Linked DNA regions of Sus scrofa: region 2 is linked to region 1. The links are chromatin contacts, called in public HiChIP or PLAC-seq maps. All regions are on one chromosome and are shown on one strand. Each heading gives the region's core, a stretch centred on a gene start, on an enhancer-like site or on the middle of the called end of the contact. The rest is flanking DNA. Distances are from core to core; before and after follow the strand shown. Region 1 holds the start of CNR2 (cannabinoid receptor 2). Region 2 overlaps MYOM3 (myomesin-3).

Region 1 (4,936 bases), core at 2,340-4,839:
CGAACGTGGGCAGTCTTTGGCCTCTGTGAACTTTAGTTTTATTTTTTTAAAATTTTTAATTTTTTGTCTTTTTTCCTTTTCTAGGGCCGCTCCCACGGCATGTGGAGGTTCCCAGGCTAGGGGTCGAATCGGAGCTGTAGCCAGCGGCCTACACCAGAGCCACAGCAACGCAGGATCCGAGCCGCATCTGCAACCTACACCACAGCTCACGGCAACGCCGGATCGTCAACCCACTGAGCAAGGGCAGGGACCGAACCCGTAACCTCATGGTTCCTAGTCAGATTTGTTAACCACTGCGCCACGACGGGAACTCCCTCTGTGAACTTTAGTTTCTCACCTCGCAAATGTGGGTAGTGACACATCTCCCTCATAGGCTGCTATGTGGATTGAATGAGGCGAGGCTGCCGTCCTAGCAGAGCTCTTGCCTGTGGTACGAGGATGCTCAGGAAGTGTTAAATTAAAAAAATAACAAGCACCCCTTTGAGACAATAGGTAATGCTACTATAGCTTCATTTTTATTTTATTTTATTTTTATTTTTTGTCTTTTTGCCTTTTCTAGGGCCGATCCTGCGGCATATGGAGGTTCCCAGGCTAGGGGTCTAATTGGAGCTGTAGCCACTGGCCTACGCCAGGGCCACAGCAACTTGGGATCTGAGTTGCATCTGCAACCTACACCGCAGCTCATGGCAACGCCAGATCCTTAACCCACTGAGCAAGGCCAGGGATTGAACCTGCAACCTCATGGTTCCTAGTTGGATTCTTTAACCATGGAGCCACGACGGGAACTCCTACTATAGCTTCATTTTTAGAACTAACGAGATTGAGGTTTACACAGGTGATGTGACTAAGCCAAGGTCTAATTGGTGAAGGAGACTTGGTCTTCCAGAGGATTCGGTGATGACAGCCCAAGCTTTGGAGCCCACAAAGCAGGACTCAACAAGGGCTCCACTCTTCCTTGGCCGCATGATCTTGAGGGAGTCCCTATTGCCTTTGAGACTTGTTTTTCCTTCTCCGTAAGGTAGGACAACCCATCTCCCTTTGAGGAGCTCCCTTGGGGTCTCCTGGCTCAAGGAGTTTTTGCAGGGGTGGGAGTAGAAACAAACTATTTGAAGGAGAGATGGCCCCACCCAAGGAAGGGACCAAAGGCCATTGGTCCCTTGAGGGTTGGGGACCTGGGCTGTGGCCTGAAAGTGCCTTGGGGAGATAGCAGGACCTCTGGGGGAAGTTGCTGGGTGGCGTACCCTGGAGGTTGAACCCAAGACACAGTGGATTCAAGTCTTGGCAAAGAATCTGAACTCTAGGCATGCCAGAGAAGTGCACAGAGCTGAACTTTATGGGATCAAACCCCTTTGGACAATGGGCATCCATCCTAGGAGGAGCCAGAGTGGCTTCTGTCATTTTGTGCTCCTACAAGACCCCAAGAGTTGATGTCTGGTGCTAGAAGGTGGGGGTTGGGTGAGGGAAACTCAGTACACGCTGAGATACAACTTCTGTCTTTTTTTTTTTTTTTTTTTTGTCTTTTTGTCCTTTTTAGGGCCACCCCCATGGCATATGGAGATTCTCAGGCTAGGGGTCTAATTGGAGCTGTTGCTGCAGGCCTACACCAGGGCCACAGCAATGCCAGATCCGAGCTGCATCTGTGACCCACACCACAGCTCACGGCAACACCGGATCCTTAATCCACTGAGTGAGGCCAGGGATCGAACCCGCAACCTCATGGTTCCTAGTTGGATTTGCTTCCACTATGCCATGATGGGAACTCCAGATTCAACTTCTGACCAGCCCAGTAGGATGAGGGCTCAGAGTCCTATTGAACATTCTTTAATAAAAATGAACAAAAGAATGTCTTGTACACATCCGAGAGCATGGGGTAAAATGAGAAGATGCAGTGAGATGAGGAGGGAAGAGAAGAGACTGGTGCTGGAGGGCTCTGCTCAGCTGAGCTGGGCTGCCATTTCCCCACCCTAAACTGGCGTTAACCAACCAAAAGGTAAAGGACCTGCTTCACTGGCTGAGGCCCATGCCATCTCCCGGGGCCTCCCCCAATTCCTCCCTAGCCCCTCCTCCAACTCAATCCTGGTCTTCATGCCTGGAAGATGTCTGCATGCCACCCATACTAGGGCAAAACAGCCTGTGGCCTTATCTATCCTCATCTCCAATCCAGAGCAAAGGCAGGTGGGGTGAAGAACAGAATCTCCTCTGCAGCCACTCCCAATGCAGGTACCCCCATCCCGGAGCCAGCGTCATCCAGTCAACCCTCCATGAGCCTGAGTGATGGTCTCGGGCCCAGGTTTTCTTGGAAGAGAAGTGGCGTGATTTGTCTAAGGCCCTAGGGTTACTAGAGGCAGCCCTGGGGTTCACACCCAGACACTGGCCCCAGTGCACATGTGTCAGCACTACTGTTCCCTGAGTGGAACCTCCAGGGAAGTGGACCCTGGTCTTCTGAGTCTAGCGTGGACTAGACCACATTACACTACCGAGATGCCCCAACTGGGCAATCCGTGTCTCTCTGTGCCTCAGTTTCCCCATCTGTAAAATGAAGGCCAGGACTCACCAGGTGATCTCTTCGAGCCCTAGTCTTTTGGGGTTCTTTCCTGGCCACCACCTGCTATTCAAGCCTGTACCTTGTAAGGCAGGATAGCCTTGTGGTCAAAGAGTAAGTAAGCTGTGGAGCCAGATGCCGAAGTGCAAGCCCAGCACCCTCACTTCATGCCCTTGTAACATCAGGTAAGTAGCTGAGGCCCCGTCTGCCGAGCGGGGAATGATAATAGCACCTACTGTAGACAGTTGTGAGGATTAAATAAATTTAATCATGAAAGGCCCTTAGAGTAGCACCTGGCACATGTGAGGCTGTCTGCGGGCTGTGAGCATCACCTTCTATCCTAACTTTGATAGACATGAAAGCCGAGGGCTGATTCTTGACCTGTCTGAAGGTAGGGATTGGACCAGCCCTGTGCCTTCCAGTGCTGGCCCTCAAAAACCTCAGGAGGCCTCACGGGACATCCATCTCCTGGCCCCTGGCAGGCCCACCCAGCTTCTCCCAACCCTGGAGGGAAGGGGTAAGTTAAGAACACAGGTTTTCTGCAATGAGGAAGGATCCCCAAATAAAACAGCAAGAGGGAGTTCCCGTCGTGGCGCAGTGGTTAACGAATCCGACTAGGAACCATGAGGTTGCGGGTTCGGTCCCTGCCCTTGCTCAGTGGGTTAACGATCTGGCGTTGCCGTGAGCTGTGGTGTAGGTTGCAGATGCAACTCAGATCCCAAGTTGCTGTGGCTGTGGCGTAGGCCAGTGGCTACAGCTCTAATTCGACCCCTAGCCTGGGAACCTCCATATGCCGCAGGAGCGGCCCAAGAAATAGCAACAACAACAACAAAAAGACAAAAAAAAAAAAAAAAAAATAAAAAAAAAAATAAAACAGCAAGAAAAACTACTCACCGTTGTTTGTGGCTGAGCTCCCTGACCCTGCTGGGTGTTGAGGAGTCCTGGCAGTTGTGTGGCTAAAGCCTGGCCCTAGGGCCCAGCCAGAGCTCCTGTTGGACTGCTGCCCCCAAACCAGCTGTCTCTTGCTTTTGCTTTCTCACAGATGAGTGAGTGTGGCCTTCCGTCCCTGTCACAACTTCCCCTCTGGGTCCCCAGTGCCACAACGTTCTTGCCCTTGGAGTTGAACTGTTTTTCATGGGGATCTCTGACCAGGGTATTGTCCTTGGAGCTGCGGGATTTGGGTTCTAATCCAGCCAGTTCTTATGACCTTAAGCAATTCACTTAACCTCCCTAAACCTTAATTTCTTCATCTGTAAAATGGGGATAAGGCACTAGCCTGGTACAGATCACCTAGAATGACATTCCATACGAATGCCTCTACCCCTCCAGATCAGAGCTTTGAACCAGATGCATTCAGGCACCAGGCAGATAACATAAATGGGTGAAGAGTGCCGGTGTGGGGCACCAGGGAGTGGTGCAGGCTGTGGGGAATGGGGAACACCCCTCTCAGCTCCAGGGAAGCCTAGCCCCTGGGGAGTGCAGGCCCAATTGCCAATGGTCAAAGCATTTGAAAGATGGGCCACATTTTCCGAGACTAGAAATCCTGACTTTTATGTAGTGGCTTCCAGTCTTAGAAGGTTGCCCACAAAGTCAAATCTTTAAAAATACTGTGTAGGGGAGTTCCCCTGGTGGCTCCGTGGGTTAAGAACCCGACTCGTATCCATGAGGATGTGGGTTTGATCCTTGGCCTCGCTCAGTGGGTTAATGATCTGGCATTGCATGAGTTATGGTGTAGGTCGCAGGTGCCGCTTGGATCTGGCGTTGCTGTGGCTGTGGTGTAGGCCAGCAGCTATAGCTCTGATTTGACCCCTAACGTGGGAACTTCCATATGCTGCAGATATGGCCCTAAAAAGACAAAAAAAAAAAAAAAAGAAAGAAAGAAAAGGACTGGGAATCTGGGAATCTGGGTTCCAGGGTGGTTCTGCCACTGCCTGGCTATGTGATAAGTTACTTCCTTTGGCCTCGATTTCCCTACTCCTAAAATGATAGGTGCTTCTGCAACGTCCAATGGATCTGAATCACCTGAAGGGCTTGTGAGAACAGATTGCTGGCCCACACCACCCCAAGTTTCTGACCAAAGTATTGTGGGGCGAGACCCGGGAATCTGAATTCTTAACAAGTTCCCAGGTGATTCTGTTGGTCCTTGGACACATATTCGGCAGCACTAGACAAGATGATGGTTAAGGGCCCTTTTTGCTCAGTTGGTCCAGAATCTCCAAGTCTCCTGGGTACCCTGGGTAGGGCTGATGGGACCCACACAGGAAGTCTGTTCTCCTTTTCCCCACGGGAGCTTAGTTGCACCTGCATGGGATGGTCAGGCGTCAGTTTTCTCAGTTCCTAGCGGACAGTCGGCTTCCCCAGTCCTTGTTCTGTGAGATGCTGCCATCTACTGGA
Region 2 (4,464 bases), core at 1,185-3,684, 120 kb after region 1:
GAAGGCTGAAAACCCCAAGAGTCCTGTCCTATGTCCCTTCCCCCCACCCTCAGTGAAGGCTCCAAAGTTCCAGCCAAACCCTGGGGAGGGCGACTGGAGAGATTTCTGGACCGATTCTCTAGCCTTGAATCTTGGTATTTAAACCCTCTGGGCCTCTGGGGGCACAGCCTTGGCCCTGGCTTAGGCACTATCTGCGGTCGTTGTGGGGATCGAGGGAGAGGACACTTCAAAAGCCAGAAAGTTGTGCACCAATACGCCAGATAATTATGACAAGACTCCGTAGCTATTAAGCACCCACTTGAGGCCAAGCCCTGTGCCAGGAGTTTGCACGGTGATGACAAAGGCCAAATTGGCATCATCTTGGCTGGGATTTGGGACGGGACCCTGAAACCACGATTCCTTCCTCGTCAGCAATCCTGCATTTACCGCAGTCCTTGGCACATAGGGAGGCTACAGAAATCAGTGGTAGGGCGGAAAAACACCGAATGCTTAAGAATAAGGCTTGTATTTATCTCTTAACCAGGTCTCACTCCTCCAAGGGCCATGAGGTGGACGTGGGTTGGAGAAGTGAGCTCCAGGGAGTTTCCATCGTGGCTCAGCAGTTTAAGCACCCATGAGGACATGTGTTTGATCCTTGGCCTTGCTCAGTGGGTTAAAGGATCCGGTGTTGCCGTGAGCTGTGTAGGTCGCAGACTTGGCTTGGATCTGGTGTTGCTGTGGCTGTGGCTTAGGCCGGCAGCTGCAGCTCTGATTCAACCCCTAACCTGGGAACCTCCAGGCCTGCTCTGCTCTAGCCCAGACTGTTTCATAGAGACAGCCTTCCTATCCCACATCTCAGGCTGCAGGGGCAGGAAGGAATATATGAGAGAGCGTCCCTTTTGACTTGCTCGAGTTATAGATGAAAATTGAGGTCAGAGAGGGACAGTGACTAGCCCAAGGCTACACAGTCAGTGGCAGGGCCAGGAGTGAAATCCAAATGAGAGGAAAAATCAGTATTATTGAGCCTGTCTTTAAACTTTTGGCATTGTTTTCTCTATAGTCTTTGTTTGGCATTCCTTTTGATTTTTAAAATGATTGCATGAAATGAATTATTTATCTTGATCACTGAGATTTTAGCGCCCCCTAAAGTCTGTGCATGAGTTGAGTGCCTGCTTGCCTTGCCCTCTCCTGACTCCCCGCCCTGTGCTCCGGGCACTGCCTGGAGGCGGAGCCCTGAAGTCAGAGCTACCCTTACCTCTTCAATGCAGACAAGCCCTGCTCCTGTCTGCGGGTCATACTGGCCAGCTGGGAACTCTCTCTTCTGGAAGAACCACTGGAAGCGGGTTTCTTTCTTGGTGTTGGTCACCTAAGGAAGGTGCCGAGTCAAGAGACCCCTTCAGGCTTTGGCTTTTAAGTGAAGACTTAGTTTGTCAGAACTTTTGTTGTAAATGTGACCCCCCCACATTTCCCCCCCACCCCACTTCTCTCTGTCTCTTCTGATGGCTTCTAGACACTGGACTTTCGCTAATGATGTTTCCTCTGCTTCTCAATCCTTCTCCTATTCCATTTTTCCTGTAAATGCCTATCTCATCTCCTCCAGGAAGCCTTCCTAGAGTGCCCCTTATCATGAGTAATCAATTTCTTGCACCCCTCCATCACAGCAGGAGGCATGCTGTTCTCCCATGATCTTGCTTTGGACCGTGGGATCCTAGAGGCCTAAGGAGACCACTGTTTCATCTTTGTACGCCCAGTGCTTGCAGAATGTCTAACGCAGAGTAGGTGCTCTGCATTGGTTGAACGGCTACGCTTCATGGGGTGTGCCCTCCCCCTGTATCTAAAAGGCTGCAGGGTGCTGAGAAGGAGCAAATGTTTTGGAGTCAGACACCCTCTGACTCCCCCAGCTCAAGGCTCTCTCTTACTGTGTGGTCTTGAGCTATTCCTCTGCTTATTTTCTCATGGGTAAAGTGGAATCATAACGCCTCTCTCACAGATGACTGTGAGGCAGTTGAGATAAAAGAATGCCCTGAAGCGCTGAGCACAGGGTCTGGCAAGACTGACACTCAGAATCCACCCTCAGACCCCTGACCCCCCCAAACCCCTCCCAGAGCAGCTGGCAGATCTAGCTCAAGGCTGACCTAACACCCGCCCACTAACTCACTCTAACTCGGCTCCTTGGGATTTTGTTTCCTGGTTAAATACAAAATTCTTAGGGCTACTTCCTCTGCTGGGGAACAGACTAGCGCAGGGCATGGTGTTTCCAGGAGTGGGGCAAGATGGGCAAGGGGCTTGGGAACAGCCACAGGTCTGGCCCCATTGGTTTGGGGGCAGGGCTGGAGGCGGGGGCGGGGATTTGCCTTGCAGGTCAGCAGCACTTGGCAGTCCTCCGTGACCTTCCACTGCAGAGGCTCCTCGAAATACGGACCTGGGAGGGACAAACACACACGACCATCGGTCAGAGCGCCAGGCTTAGCCTGGGCGCCACCTGGTGGCGAGACAGGGGAAGGCAGCTGAAGAGGGGCATCTAGTGACCACTGGCCGCTCGGATTTTGGGATTTCCGTCCCCATCAGGGCGGGGACTGGGGTGAATGAAGTAAGGGAGGCCCTTAGGGTGCAAAATTTAAGGCGGCGCTCATTCTCGGGGTTAAGCAAGTGCTCTTTTGTTCTGGCACGAGGAGGACAACACTGGATCCAATGGTAGTGACCTTCCCTCGCGGGGGCGGGGGCAGGGGCGGGCAGTAGGGTGGAGGGGTTTATTAACCCACTAGCCCAGTGGTTCCCCAGCAATGACTGCTGGCCTGGTGGCCGAGGCAGTTCTTACCCTGTTTTCTCTTCCAGTCTCTTCTCTTGGCATCCGCCTTCCTCAGAAGTTTGTCAAACTCTGTGAAGAGAGAGGGGAACTGGCGTGATTGAGAGGAACGCGGGTCTGGAGGGTCTAGAGTGGGGGCGTCAGGGTGGACAGAGACCTCAGGGCTGGGAGCTGAGGCCAGGTGCGTGGGGTGCACCGGAGCAGGGGTGGGGCCGGGGGTGGGGGTTAGGAGGCGAGGGTAGGTGCAGGGCAGAGCTGACCGTCATCCACCAGAGCCAGAGTGATCTGGTTCTTGGCTTTTCCATCTTGGAGCTGGGCCGTGTAAGACCCTTTGTCGTCCTCAGTCAAGTTCTGGATGATAACTTCCACCAGGCCCTTCTCTCGGACAAAATTGATTTTGCGGTTCTGGGGAGAACAAACCCAGAGAGTCTTTCCTGCCCTTTTCCAATCCCAGGGAATTTATGGGGCACAAGTCTGGCCGAAGTGGGATTTGGGGGTGATATATGCAGCATTAGAAGCCTTCAGAGACTGGAGAGGGGGACTCCTGAGTAACCTTCTCCTGTATATACTGGGTTGTCCCCACACCCGGCCCCTGAGAACAAACACCCTGGGGCCCCGCAGGCAAAGAGTCTGCGTCCTTGATTTAATTGCCGTTAACCATCAGCCCCCAACCTCCTATTGGTCCGCTGCCAACAGGAAGTTGTTTTCCATTTCTTTTGCAATTTGATAGAAAAAAAAAATCCCCCTAAAACTTTAAAGGAAAAATGCGAAAAAGCCTGTGTACGTGCTACCCAGAATTAACACTCATTTACATCGGTCACAGTCTAACATTTTTGCAACATTTTCTTTTCTACATTGAAGACCTTACTCCCTCTGGCTTTATTTGTATGTATGATTTGAAGGAACCATCTGGTTTTATTTTATTTTCCTATGGGGCATCTGATAGCCTTAGCGTTGCGTTTTGAGTCCAGGCTTTGCTATACTTCCTACCGAGAGCCAGGGTCATGCTTATTAATCTTTGTTTTTCCCTCTGCTCCTACTGCATGCAGAGATGCTCCAGGCCAGGGATCCAAGCTGTGCCACAGCAGTGACCCAAGCCACGGCAGTGACAACACCAGGTCCTTAATCCTCCAGGCTACCAGAGAACTCCCCTTGTTAATCTTTTTTTTTTTTTGGTCTTTTCTAGGGCCGCACCCACTGCATGTGGAGGTTCCCAGGCTAGGGGTCCAATCAGAGCTGCAGCAGCCGGCTTACCCCAGAGCCACAGCAACGCGGGATCCGAGCCAGGTCTGTGACCTACCCTACAGCTCACGACAATGCCGGATCCTTAACCCACTGAGCAAGGCCAGGAATTGAACCGAAACCTCACGGTTCCTAGTCGGATTCGTTAACTACTGCCCCAGGAAGGGAACTCCTCCCCATGCTTAATCTTTATGCAGAACTTTCCAATCTAGTTTCTCAATTACTCCTCCTGATCCTGGAGCAACGAGCCCCATTGTACAGATGCACAAACTGATGCACAGAGAGGTGCAGAGACCTGCCCAAGGGCACACAACCCACGGGGAATGAATAGGAGTCTTCTGACATCTGGCTCTGAGCTCTTTCTCCTCTGTCAGAACCAGAGCCCCTCTTTATAACACATATTTAATGTTGACCACTTGGCCATCTGGAGGTGAAAT

The links. HiChIP or PLAC-seq counts read pairs in DNA pulled down with a chosen protein or histone mark.
Region 2: an H3K27ac HiChIP or PLAC-seq map of skeletal muscle shows a contact between it and region 1. The contact joins the enhancer-like site here to the promoter of CNR2 in region 1. A contact is called at or near these places in 1 of 5 promoter capture datasets (liver), 10 of 47 Hi-C or Micro-C datasets (alveolar macrophages, blood, embryonic fibroblasts and 6 more) and 2 of 2 datasets of contacts at active chromatin or transcription factors (alveolar macrophages and skeletal muscle).

The regions. Positions count from the first base shown.
Region 1 is chr6:81,688,961-81,693,896 of Sscrofa11.1, forward strand. CNR2 (cannabinoid receptor 2) reads right to left here and starts at 3,590. Exons shown (of 2, transcript XM_021095532.1): 1 at 3,437-3,590.
Region 2 is chr6:81,812,892-81,817,355 of Sscrofa11.1, forward strand. MYOM3 (myomesin-3) reads right to left here. Exons shown (of 38, transcript XM_021095533.1): 27 at 3,046-3,190; 28 at 2,798-2,857; 29 at 2,334-2,401; 30 at 1,235-1,345. Among named protein-coding and RNA genes, the nearest start is that of MYOM3, 44 kb to the right of the region's middle. Within about 2 kb of position 2,435, at least 35 of the 83 cell types and tissues checked have an H3K27ac peak or open chromatin away from gene starts, as enhancers often do. A contact at or near this core is called in alveolar macrophages, liver, skeletal muscle and 1 more, where this site is marked.